Regions from separate parts of the Acanthopagrus latus genome. Here region 1 is linked to region 2. A link is a contact called in public Hi-C data. All regions are on one chromosome and are shown on one strand. The core of a region is the stretch at or near the end of the contact, and the rest is flanking DNA. Distances in the headings are between cores, read along the strand shown. Region 1 holds the start of slc17a6b (vesicular glutamate transporter 2.1). Region 2 holds the start of lin7c (protein lin-7 homolog C).

Region 1 (7,218 bases), core at 3,372-5,871, 370 kb after region 2:
ACACGGTTCTTCTGGCTCCATTATTATTATTATCAGTATTACTGTTGTTATTATTAAGCAGCCTAATGTTACAGTATTGTTTGGCCTCTACTGTTTAGCTGACGATGACATCAGCACTCAGTATTCATGGCAGACAATAAACATTCGGCATTTCATCCCCTTAAAATGTGCGTATTAATATCACAGCTCCGTGCGAGGTAAAGCCTTTGGCGACAGGACAGGTCTGGTCTCGGTGCCCTGAGAGAGCGGCGGATTAGACCCGGCTCCCCCCGGGAGCTCATTAACAGGTGGCAGGGAGCCCTGACACCGGGAGCTGCAGGCCTGCCAGCCCGGCGCGCCGCCTGCAGCCCTGCATCCCTCCAGACCGTCTGCGCCACTTAGGCACAGATACTCCGCCTATAATGGGAACTGTTCATCCGAGTCGCAATTCAGACAACGATTATTATTATGTATGTATGTATGTATGTATTTATTTATTTATTTATTTTTAATTTTTTTTTTTTTTTTTTTTTACACTGAGGTTGCGTGTGGTTTGGTTTGTTCCAGTAACCACGTGATCATTTTCGTCTCCTTCCTGGGCTTTATTTTGTTATTTTTTTATGTTTTTTTTTCCCCCTTAAATAACAATGAAGACAGAGGGTCACACCAGCTGTTCAGTCATTTCGTTCAACCGGCCATGATAATAAAAATAATGCATAGGCCTATATATAGAGAGAATGAAATCATACTGCTTCATCAGCCAATCCAGTGGCTGTGCTGTATCAGTGGTGCCTCAGGTGGAGGGGCCGCCTACCTGTTCGCTGCCAGCCTGGAGGAGATGTATCCCCCAGGGATTTGCGTCACGATGTAGCCCCAGAAGAAAGAGCCGTGGATCAGCCCCACCGTCTCCGGATCCCAGTTGAACTTGGCTTTCTGGAAGACAAAGCCGTTTAAATCCATAAAATAAAAATAAGAAATAAAATAAAAGATAAGATATTGTCAGAGGACCTCTGCTGCAGCAGGCTGCTGCTTCATTTTGTGGCGATCATTTAGGAAACAAAAAAAACAAAAACATTTATTGTTCGGATGGATTGGCCTGTTTATTAAAGGCCTGCTGCCTTTATTGGTTCATTTCGATCTCCTCACCAAAATCATTCATCTGGCCTGCACTGTCAGAGGAAAAACTAACAAGAACATGATTTGATCTTCTTCTTCTTCCTCCTCCTCCTCTTCCTCCTCCTCTTCTTCTTATGTTATTTGATGTAGCTATTCTACGATTATTCCGTCTCAACACAGAAACATGAATATAAATGAACCAATCACCAATTACCTAAATATATCGTGAATTCACATATTGAGACATAACCTGCTTTAAAAGATACACCTGGCTTTTAATTTCGCACCTCTTGCATTTTTATGCAAACAGGTGCTTTCAAGGGAATTCAATTTTAAAATAACGTGACAGTGTGACGTTTTTTGTTTTTCTTTTTGTCGTGCGTTTCTGCACGATTCAGCTTTTACACAGGGACGCATTCGATCTTATTAAAATTTCATCCTGTGATCCACATTTTAGAGACTATAAAAACGAGCTGACGTGAAGCAGGGTCACATTTATGACACATTAATAATGTAGGCATGTGTTAAAAATACCCCACGCCTATTTAAAGGATTCTTACACACAAATATCAGCCTTCATTTGGCAGAAGCTCTTCGGGCACAATCACTGGGGGCAGTTTAACATTTAGGAGGTGGTTTTATGGCCTATAATATAACAGCAGGCCTCGTGTGTTCTGCCGTAGTTTCCCCTCCACCTCCTCCCTCTTCTTTTCTTTTTCCCTCCCCTATAACTCCGAGCAGCTGCCTCGTGTCTGGAGGCATGCAGCCTACGTGTGTTTCTACGTCAGGAGAGCTCGCTGCCGGCTGCCACACCTCCTTGATGATGATCTTGCCGTTCTGGTGGATGGTGCTGTTGTTGACCATGCCCACTATGGCCACGCCCAGGTTGCACCGGATGCCGAAGGAGATGCAGAAGCCCAGGCCGCTCAGGATGGCGATGATGTAGCGGCGGGGCAGACCGCAGCAGTTGCAGTCGCACAGCGGGGGCTTCTTCTCCGCGGCCTCCCGGGGCCGCCCGTCCTCCGTCAGCTCGATCACCTCGCCCGTCTTCTGCCTCTTCTCCATCACCCTGTTAACAACAGCCAGGGGGGAAGACAGTGTCTATAGCAAGTGTGCCTAAGGAAACACCAACACTGAAAATATCTAAAATGTCTCGTCAAAGGTGCTGTCTGTATGATAAAGTTGATACTTGGGCCTCATACCCAAATCGTCTAATAATGACGCTTTGGAACTACAGGCCGCCTTCCCAAAGCGTCATTATTTCAGGAGTTGAGAATAAGAGTCAGAAATCGCATTTTCCTACAAATTGCACCTTTAAATGTGAAATATTTCACATCATATTTCACATCATATTTTATTAGGCCCGTTTTTTTTTATTATTTGTTTTTTTTTCTGTTTCCGGATGAGGGATTAATTCTGGGCTGGGTGCTGGGTGGGAGGTTTTGGGAGGTTTGCGTGCCTGTCTGAGATTTCATGTCACTTCAGTCAAGAACATGAAGGAGGAGAGTCATGCACAACCACCAGAACCAACCATCTGTACACGTGTGAGGCCTCCACACTGGAGATCAGTCTCTCTGTCAGGCTGAAGGAGCGTCACATCTAGCTGTGAGACATTATGGGCATCACCTTTTAAACACATGTATCCACCTGGTTTTCCTCTTGAGAGGAAAAGATAAGAACGTAATAATTCAGTGGGACCCGTGGAGCTGGTGTCCCTGACTGTACCGCATTGCAGCAGCAGCCCAGCTCGCTTTCACACTCATTAGCATTCACGGGACCGAGCAGCATCTCCAGCCTCCAGACAGAAACACGTCTGTGGGCATTCCTCGGACCCCTCCAGGAGAGCCACAGCTACAACAGAGTGTCCAAATCCAGCGTGCAAAAAAAATGATCCAAATTGAGAAAACAAACAAACAAACAAACAAACAGCTCAACAGCAGCCAATTAAAAAATATATACAATGAATACATATTTATGTATGGATTGCAGTTTCTTTTTTGGGGGGGGGGATAATCGGAAACCAAACTTGAGCTCATCAGCGATACATGCGCATTCGTTTTTCGTTTTGTTTTTTCTTTTTTGTTTCTTTTTTTTTTTATTGGATTTCTCTCTCAGATCGGAAATAACTGCGCACAAAAACACATGACGGATAGATTCACGAGGGATCCATCTCTAGATAGCAGACATGCGTCTTTATTCGATCGCAGGTGCAGACACCATCACCACCACCTCTCAAGGAAACCCCATGTTCGAGGCGACGCGTTTGATTTGATTCCGCACGTTCACCCTGACGCGTGCGTCACTGCTTTTAAAGATAATATGATACAATGCGTTATATCAATTATGAATGAACCCACACCCCTCAAAAAAAAAAAAAAAAAAAAACGCGCGTGGGGGGCCTGCACGTCCCGTTTAATGAGATTCACGCACAGGCCCCGCATCAGGACGGACTGACAACACACACACACACACACACACACACACATTTGATTGCATAATTTTCCTCTCCCATCCAGAGGCGTGACTATCATCCCTGTTTAAGTTGTAGCTCAATTTCGGGTGACCATTCATCACAGTCACACTTCCACACGAGGCAATTGGCAAACACATAAATAGATAAATAAATAAATAAAGCGTGTCCTTACCTGTGCATATGACCTAGGGCCTTCCCCGCAAATTCTTTCACCCCCGCCGTGGCTCTCATCTTCACCGCCTCCATATCCAGTTTCTACGCGTCGGCCTTGTTTCTCGAGATTATCTTTAATGCTCGATCTTCATGTTACACAGCGCAGGATGGCCGACTGCAGCGGCTGAGAGGAAAAACAACAAACCAAGTTATGACAGAATCTACGGTCCAGGGGAGGCGACGGTCCCAGGAAAAAAAATAATAATAAATTAACAACAACAAAAAAAAAAATCAAAAAACAAAACAAAACCGCGCCTACTTTTCACAATCAAAGATTCTGGAAACGAAAACACCTCCGCGTAGAAAAAATAAAAGACTCAAACGAGCTGTGCGCCTTCGTCCACCCCCAGCTCATCTCCCGCCTGGCGTACAGTAGCCGCGCCGAGTGCCATCACGACGGAAACTAACGCGGAGGGGGTGAAATCGACGGCCGGCGTCGTGGAGCAGCGCAGGAAGAAAAAAAAAAAGAGAGAGAGAGAGAGGACGATTGAATAGGAAGGATTAGTGGAGGGGGATAAACAGGACGGGAAAAAAACCCAAACCTGAAAGTTTAGGGAGCGGGAGTGCGCGTTTTTGTGTGTGTGTGTGTGTGTGTGAGTGTGTGTGCGTGTGTGTGTGTGTGTTTGGAGCGGCTTCGGTGAATCGAGCGGGGCTGGATCGCGTCTCCTGTGGTGGTGAGCGCAGGTTCATCTGACGTCGCGTTTCAGCACCGAGGTCAGCGACGGCAGCTCCGCGTCCAGCAACATCTGGCCAGCTGCTCCGCACGACTCACTGGGAGGCCGGGAGTCGACATAAAACATGAGAATACACACACACACACACACAAACACACACACACATACGCACACGAATCTGATTCTGTTGGTGGTTTAATAAAAACATATGAAGGAGGAGGAGGAAAAGGGGAGGACAGGGTTTTACATTATGTCGTAGTCTGAATTATGTGATCTTTTTTTAAAAAAATGTATTCGTTTGCATGTGTTTATTTATTTATTAATGCTCAAAAGTGTGGAATAAACACAAAACCAGGCGCAGTGAAGCCCAAGTATGAGAGCTGCAGGTCTCCCGAGGGCGGTGCTATGGAAACCAAATGAGCAGGAGTGGATTCCCCCTCCAACGAGCTCCTCTCTCCTCCTCATCGTAGGAATCCATCAATTATTTAAGCATCTCCCATATTTCCACCCCCCACCCAACGCCCTCCCACCCACCACATCTTCCCCACAGAGGCGTGAACACAATTCTGGAAGGATTTTTCTTTTCAACATTTAACATTTTAATCAAAGACACATCTGATACCTTGAGACAGGATTTTGAAGCCCCCCAAAAAATAAAAGGCTAAAAGCCACTAATATAATCCAGTTAATAAGAATTGAAAATAGTATAACATCATAATAATGATAGCGATATGAGTAGTTTCAGGTGTGGAGATGTGAGGTGTGTTGTTAGAGGACAAAAGAGAGAAGAGAAAAGAGATCAGCGTGTGCTCCTGTCATTTGTTGGTGTCGGGCGACACCTGGTGGTCACACGTGGTACATCACCCTGCTCTCTTTACACTATGTGTGATTATTCTGAGCTGATTCTGATTCATTTGTGCTTGTTATATTCGTCATTTATCTTCTTTACACCCATGTTTGTTTTGTTGAATCGTGTCTGATATAAGAGTTCAGAGTTTTATATCTCTTAAAGCTCAAGGAAGTGTGTTGATGAGTGAATGAACACATTTTGAGACTAGAGGACTGTTCTCACTTTCATGACATGAGGTTTGTCTCCGTGAAAATTTTGGACAAGTTGTTTGTTCGACAGACCTTTTCTGCAGGCAGAATGTGGCCCCCTTTAACTAAACCATCGGGGCCCCTTGCTCATTTCACCAATCGGCACAGAAAAAACTCATTTCATTAAAAAGTTTGAGCCCAGAGGGAATTTAGGAGAGCCAGACTGGCAGCCCTCCTCTCATAAGAAAATTAGCATTTTCCTGTTTTTATCCCACACCTTTGTGTACACAATGATTCTATTTCAATTGTCAGAACTAATAAAACTTTAAAACTTAAAAACTAAAAAGCAAGTATTTAATACATTTAAACTGTGACCTTCACAATTCAGACACAGGAAATGTACAAATCTGGCCCCTTGGTACTCAAACAGAAACCGCTCCACAGAATGGATGTCGAGAAATGGACTTCTGGAGACACCTGGTGATCAGTCGGATACTTACATATTCGGGGATTGTGAGTTCTTCACTGAGGAAAAATGAATCGATGTGCTGTTAAGAATTGGTGAGAAGCTTATTGAACTTTCTTCAGTCGACCTCGTCATCAAGCCTCTCCCTGCTGAAGCGTGAGGGGTGGCGTGAGGTCATCAGGGAGAATCAGCTCACCTGGTCTGCCGGAGCCAGACAGTCGTTCTCTCTCTCTTCCCCCTTCGTTAGCTGCATTGTATTTAGTTTGTCTATATCAAACTTATTTTTAGCTACAACTCGTGTGTTCTCCCCCTCGTTTGTCCAACCTTATTATTATCCGAAGGCAGCGTATTTTTCTTAGTCCCAAAACATATCGAGGAACTTTAAGGTGGTTATAAGGCATGTTTCTTGACCTTTTCAGGATCTGACAGGAATGACAGGAGTCCAGTGATTTATTGAAACAAAAATGCAGATATTTAAAGTTTACCGGCATGGTGGGAAGTTTGAATCAGTGTAGCTATGAGGTGAGGGATGCAAGTCGGAGGACAGGCACAGGTACCGGTTGAGGTACAGGTGTCAGGTTAGGCTGGAAAGCAAAGACAATCTGGCCACCGACTGAGGAAACATGCCTGGTATACAAACAGCAAACCATCAGAGGGATTAGAGATCAGAGATTCATTGTGGCTCTGCCATGTGTTTTTGTGCCGCTGCGCAGGCTATGAACCAATAACACTCACACTCAAAACTGTTATTCCTTCATTTATTTGTGAATATTAACAGCGTTTCTGTACAGTAGGCTACGGTGAACTTAGAATGTAACAGACAGACATTTTTTTTTTACATTAGAATTCATGCGGGTCAAAGCAGAAAGAGCAACTACTTTGCAGAGACTAGCAGCAGCAACAAATGATACAAAACAGATTCGGAATTCAGTTTGGAAATTTTGTTGTTAGAAAATCATACAAAATGTAAAAACAGACGTTTAAGGCATTAGTTAGTTGGGATATACATCGTGCACCCGTTGGGGTCGGCTGCACACATCTGACGTCTGCAGACTGCTTGACAAACACGGGGAGATGTTTAATCCTGAGATTGAAGTAAGCCAGGCTTAGTCTTTGACTGGAATCACAAATGCAAGATTTACATTAACAACAAAGAGGTTTCAATAAAAACACTGATAAGAGTAAATGCATATTAGTCTTTAGAGTTTACAAAAAGACATCTGATGGATGAGTTTTGTACTGTGAAGGAATATAATGCA
Region 2 (6,870 bases), core at 4,124-6,623:
ATGGAAACGTAATAAACATCTGAAATTAAATTTGGTCTGGGGATATTTTGATGTTGCACACCCTGATTGACTGGATGACGAGGGTTCGCCTTTGCAGGGAAAGCAAGAAAAGTCTCTGAATGCTCACTTTTGTTTGTTTTGTGTTTTTTTTTATACAGAATAAAGATAAGTTTGATTGACATGTTGCATCTAGGCATAAGGGCAGGATATGGGCTTGTCAGATTTTTAAGTAAGACTTTTTTTCTCATGATACAAAGAATATCAGTGTGAACGCTAAACATGCATTCTGCAAACATTTTACGACTATAAAAACTGTGTCTATATGTGTTGTAGATGTAAACGCAGCAGGAGAGCCTAGATATACAGTTTATTGGAGGTTATTGACACCGTTTTGACATCAGCCTGTTAACTCCCAGTATCAGAACAAACGAAGACTGTTTGGCAGTATTGAGTAATAAAATGTGTGCCATTATCATTCTTATTTTAACATGATGAGCAGTTTGTGTATTACAGTATATGATGTACAAAGACAACTGTTAGGGATGATAAAAGAAAAATGTTGAAGTACGCAAAGAAATCGGTATGAAACACAGAAAGTTTAAAGTAATTTGCTGATCGTTAAGGTAAATAGTTATCTCATCCAAACGCCAGTGTCAACTTTTATCTTTAGTCCTTTAAGAAATCAGTGATTACCAGGATAAATTGAAAGCTTAAATCAGGAAATGTTTCATTCACTGTGAACTAAAAACAATATGCCAATACAACAGATTTAAAGCACAATCCTCTAAACACTGCAAAGTGTTGATGAATACGTAGCAGCCATATACAGCAAGTGTGACATCAATATCTGCCAGTCATTCGTCAAAAACAATGATGACAGCTCACGTCAGGCATTACTGTGACTCAGATTGCGTCATATTGCAAATATCTTATTTTTCTTCATTTTGAATTTTCACTGAATGATGCAAACAATGCTAACAGGCGGTTTTATGAAAAGATCAAAGACAAATGTTAAGTAACTGACTTTTCATCATTATTTATCAGTTTTTATCTGGGCAAGGAAAAAACATGACATGAAGAAAGTTTCTGATCTATGTCAGAAGACAAAATTAATCAGAAGTTGAAGAGTTTAAATCTCATGTCACGTAGGTAAACGCTTCTGATTTATTACTTGGATAAAAGTAAAAATGTGAGTCTCTGGGGTGGCAGGAATTTGGTTCAGGAGTTGCTGAGACCCCATTACATCACTTACAGTACTTGCTGAGCTTTTAATAGTGTGGTATGGAGTTAGAAAACTCAAAGGGTAAGCCCAGAAAAACCTTTAAGATAATCCATCACTTTTGTTTTGAAGCATCCTGTCAGTGGTTTCCCTTATCATCAAACAAACAGATATCTTTTTAATAGATTCAGAATGTCATTAACTCCTCAAAAGATTCACTATTCTGACATATAAATAAAAATCAAACTGTGTTTTTTTTTATGCTTGCACAATTAAAGGGTTTCACATATGTTTTGCATGTATTTATATCAAATCAAATGAAAACAATAGATGCAAAGCATGATGCAATTCCTGCCACAAGCATTTAATTACCAAGACTTGACTTTAAACTATTAAAAAAAGAGAGAGAGAAAAACAACGGTGAACACAGTACATAAGATAAACATGTTGCCCTGAGGCACTTGGTAGTGGGCTGTGATAAAACAATTAAAAACACTACCTTTCCAGTCTAAGGGATTGTGTAGTTGGTCTCAATAGCTTTGCATTCAAATTGTCAATTCAAAAATAATGCACACGTGTGAGTGACCACCTACACTGACAATCATGATCATTCTAGTGTTCATCTAGAGTTGTAGTCTCCTGTCTAACAATGGCAGATAATAAAAATGCTACAGAAAAAGGTAGAAGCACAATATACAGTACGTGTGAGCAGGAACTAAAGCTAAACTTGTAGTGTTTGTTATGCTTTTTTTGGGAAAGGGGGGGGCAGGGAGATAAGAAAGAGACCAGAATAAATGGCCAGAAGGCTCGAGGAGGAGAGATATGAGAGCACGGCATCAACACGGAAAAATCCTACTGGGGATAGCTGTTCTGTTGCCGGCGCTTCGCCGACCTCATTTTCTCAAAGCGTGACTCCATTTCCTCTAGGACTTTGGGGGTGTACCTCACCACCAGCTTCACGGTGCCCTGAGCTGCTTTGAGGAGTTCCACAGCTTTCTCATGGTGCTCACCCTCCACGCTCTGGGGAAAACAAAGAAATGTACTGTAAGATTTTCTCACGACCATTACGACAACCATTACTAAAGCTACCGTTTTTATAGGTTTATTAACCAAAAAAGAAATATACTGTTAAGCACATGGTATGTAGTAACTCTGAAAGGAACAATGAGTTCTGTTGGATATTCAATAAACGTAACATAAGCTTTGGCAGTGTGGTTCAAATTACCATAAAAAAGATTGTAATTTGGACATTTTAATGAGAAAGTCAATTGGATGATCGTCTTTGGCTGATCCTGGAATTTCAAGTTAAGCACAATAAGCAACTGCTGGATGTTGTAGCTGTGGTGAAGAGGCTTCAAAAAAGGTACCCTGTGGAGTTATATTTCTTTTAAATAGAAAATGTATGTTTACACTCCCACTATGACCAAGTACATGATGTATCCCTGAGGCCTAATAAACGTGTTGTACGCACTTCTTCCCTTGTTAAACATTTTCAGATTCTGGATATTCCTTTCTATTATTTCGATCCATATTTGGATGGCAGCAGTCTTCTTCTGTCTTAGCTTTGCTTTATTTATATCTTGACAATCCTAAAACCACCAGTTATTAAAGGAACAGCATAAAAAAAACAAAGAGTTTGCCCTCTACATGCAGGGGCGCATGCTTGAGTGTCCTCTCTGACAAACTGAGGACAAAAACCACACAAGGTACCTTCAAGCTGTAGTTCTTCTGAATTCTGATTATGTTCAGTTTGACCTGTTTGAAATCTTAAGTGTTGTCTACAGCAGAATGACAGGATTCAGATGTGTTATATTTGGCTATATAAACAAAACTGACTTGACAAGTAGTGAATGTGGGATACACTTATTTTATCAGCTGGTGGTTAATGAAGCTAAGTTTACACAAACACCTCTCTGGCTTTACGCTCTGTATGGGAATGCCTATGTTTATATCAAAATACGTACATCGGACTGAAGAGTGTTTTACAGACTCTCCAAATTGAACATACCACTCCATTAACAGAGAGAAGCTGGTCGCCTCTCTTCAGGCCTCCATGTCGGTCAGCGATGCCACCTGGGATGATCCGTGAGATGTAGATCGGCGAGTTTTGCTCCTTTCCACCCATTATATTGAAACCCAGACCTTCTTCTGTCTTGGGCAGTTCCACGACGCGGGGATGCGAGTGTCCCTCACTCGCTGCAAAAGCTGCCACAGTAGCCTATAAATAAAGCAGTGTTTAACTTTTGCAAATATATTTGATTTAATGTATTTAACAGGCATTGTGAAGTGCTAAACTTGAGCAACTTCAAAAACAAATCGTCCAAAACTGAGAAAAGAAAAAAATGTGCACAAGTCAAATACTTGTGTATTAGATGGTCTTTGAGGCCAACCTTAGCTGTGGCGTTGGCCCTGACCTCAGGACTGCTGTTGATGTCCACTGTTTCATAGACATGTTCATAAACCTGAAAGACATCATTAGATAATAGTTGGTCATGACTACAAAGTAATCAAGGCAATCTCTGTTTTCAAAACACAACAGAAAAGTGAACTAATACCATTTCATATTTATATGTATTAAGAGGAACAGTGTCTTACTTCTCTGACAGCGTTACAGAACTCGCTCTGTAAGACCCTCTGCAGCGCCTGCAGCTTCTGCGGAGGCACCTCCCCTGTCCTCTGGAGTTTATCAAGCAGTTCAACAGCACGATTAATATCTGTCAAAAGAACAAATACATCTCCAGGAGTTTTACTGATAGCTGCAAGTGGAAGCATTCACATAGGCAATGACTGTTCCCCGTATGAAAGACAGTACTCGATCAGCGCCGATCTGAAACTAAAATCAAGAATATATGAACTAGTTAAACAAACTCTTAGTGTTACCACAAAAAAAGTCTTAAATAACAAACTAGTTGTTAAAATTGTAATCAAATTTCTGCCATTTAACATGTATTAGTCTGAGATTTAATTGACCTAGACTTGTTTTGATTATACATACTTTGTCCCTGTGGGTATGCTTGTCTTGGCTTACTGCACTATTTATCTCCCATATTAATAAGAAATATGAAGACATCTGAATCAGTGCGACATATTGTGTTGAATCACATACATCACCTTCAGTACAGTTCAGTGTTAGCATATCATTAACTTCATGTTTTACGTGCAATTGCATTAGTCACCATCATTATCTGTTATGTCAAAAAGACATAACAACCAAAGAAATTGGTGGAAAATGGCAAAAACTTTTGTGAGCCATTTTCCTCCAGTTTTTGCATTTTGAGTTAATTTCGTTCTTACACGGAGGGCTCACTACTGTGCTAATCTCTGCCAACTGCTGCTTATAAGGGCTTTTAAACGGCATTCAAAATTTCAGTATACTCAATAAAGAAGAGAATGTTTCATGTATATATTTACTTGCCCATATTAACATTACATAGATGGGTCTTATGTAATATCCACTGTGTATTAACAGTCACAGCAGGAGCTAAGCATCCTGTTCAAAGGAAGTCAAAGCCCGAATTAAAATCGGCAACAAATATCTCCTCTGTATCAGCATTGGTGCTATTGGTGATGAAGCCGCTATTAAAGTGAATTAAAGCCTCAATTGTTTATACAAACATACGTTGAACATTTGACAAAAAAGCTGGATTTACCCATCACTGTATGTTGTTACTTGTATTAGCTAGTTAGCTTATTCCAAGAGAAATACAATGTAGACGTGAAAGAACTATCGTTAATTCATCTCTGTGCCACGGATACAGACAAAAGGGTCAAAGTCATTCACATTATCTATCCGCAAAATATAATTTGTGCATTGTTAGCCCACTAAACAAGAAGGTATGCTGTTAAAAACATTCAGCAGCTCAGTTTGGCTCACGCTAGCTGAGCTAGGTTAATGTCTCCCTGGTATCACAACAAATATTTCTAAGCTAACGCTAGCCTATTAACTTTACCTCTTTCCAGCCGAACAGGCTCCCCAAGCGATGCCATTCCTGAAATGGGCGGCTAGTAAATGTCAGACAGAAACTGCGTTAAACGCTAGATATGGAAAACTGAATTTGGTAATCCGGTGCTAGCGTTACGTGCGCTTAACCGAGACGATAAATCAGATTAGCCAAGTTAGCCGGCTAGGCTAGCTGCCAGTGTCATGGTGCGTTCACGTGATTCTCGTAAAGTAGATGAGCCACCGACCACCAAGCGTCTCGTAATCTGTTGTTAATGGTTGATCGTGGGACAACACTGAAGGCCTCCTCTGTAACTATTCAGTGCTTTTTACCATTTTGTATATATCATGCATTTCCAAGTAACCCATAAATTACCAGATATTTTGTTGAAATGTGCCTTCTGTGCTGAATGTTCCCACTTTCACATTATAACTTAATGAACACACAGTCAGCAGAATCAGTGCACATCTGTGCATTACTGTGTTATTCATTAATCAGCCGCACTGATCGCATTCATTGATGCTTATTGCACAAGGACTTGTTACACATATGCAAATAATGTCCTGTTGACCGTAATCCATGGACCTTTACCTAGCCAGGGACCAGCCAGAAGCTTCTGTGACTTCTTCGCTGACACTCTGGAGGAACTCTCTCTCTCTCCCGCTCTCTGTTGCCCTCTACTGGTTTACTGCAGCACATGTTGAGGCTCCAGCAGACAAGTCTGCAGAAAACTGCTGCTGCACTGCTCTCTGCGGGCTGAAACTTTCAAGCATGATTCATTTCTGACCACACCCCAGATGGTAATGAAACACAAAGCGTCTGCCTCTGACAGCTGATGTAATACACCTGCTCTGACGTCACGAAAATGAGGCGTGACCAGAAGCAAAGCAGACTTGAATTTAGCACCCAAAGCAGCACATTTTGTCCTTTTTATCGATTCATTGTTTAAAAATGTTGATTTCCCCCCCCCCACCTTTCTTTTTGTCCTCATGCTACAGCCACAGATCTCACTCATAGAAATCCTACATCGCACTGTAAGACCAGTTTGCATGCATTATCTATGACCACAAAAGATAATGTAGGTTTGCCTTTAGCTGCAAATATCAACTTGGCTTGAAGACAGCTGGTGATTTCAGAGCCACTTTGTGCATTACTGAGTGATCCGGATGCGTGAGGTGGATTTCTTGTGCTTTGTTAAACAAAAATAGCCTGAAGCTTCTACTCATGATAAATAGTGCAGCACAGAATACCTCATCTCAAGTCCAGGAGAGAGGGTTTGATTCATTATCTTAAGTGCTGAGGATGTGTTAGTGCTCAGACATGTTGAACACATCTTAATGTATCATACCACTTCTTTCTTAAGGTGGATTTTCTATAAAGAGCAAGGCATAGCGGCTGCTTCTCTTCCCATAGGATAATAGAATGTCCGAATTTCTGGAATAACTTGAATTCTTAAAAGAAAATTCATTGCCTTTTGTTTGCTTGTAATTTCTCTCTGATGGCGCTCTTAAAGACCCTCTCTATTTGTTTTTCCGTAAAAGAAAAATAACTTACAGCGTCTTCACCAGCCTCCTCTGAAGAGTAAAGAAGAAAGTGGAACATCTTTCATCTGTTCATTAGACTTCTCTTCTCAGCCATTTGTTGGTTTTGTTCCACCCCCCAAATCTCGAAATGGCACATCCGGTTCTCTTCAGAAGTCACACTTATCCT

The links. Hi-C and Micro-C count contacts between places; a contact is called where the count stands out from the background.
Region 1: a contact with region 2 is called in a Hi-C map of muscle, with 4 times the contacts expected there. The contact joins the promoter of slc17a6b here to the promoter of lin7c in region 2. A contact is called at or near these places in 3 of 4 Hi-C or Micro-C datasets (liver and muscle).

What each region holds. Positions count from the first base shown.
Region 1 is chr4:19,016,642-19,023,859 of fAcaLat1.1, forward strand. It overlaps slc17a6b (vesicular glutamate transporter 2.1), which reads right to left and starts at 4,622. Exons shown (of 12, transcript XM_037095168.1): 1 at 3,741-4,622; 2 at 1,909-2,164; 3 at 794-912. The coding sequence starts at 3,814. It overlaps ano5b (anoctamin-5b), which reads right to left. Exons shown (of 20, transcript XM_037095166.1): 20 at 6,704-7,218.
Region 2 is chr4:18,642,605-18,649,474 of fAcaLat1.1, forward strand. It overlaps lin7c (protein lin-7 homolog C), which reads right to left and starts at 5,374. Exons shown (of 5, transcript XM_037095611.1): 1 at 5,170-5,374; 2 at 3,815-3,933; 3 at 3,610-3,681; 4 at 3,228-3,437; 5 at 1-2,239. The coding sequence starts at 5,206. The coding sequence ends at 2,072.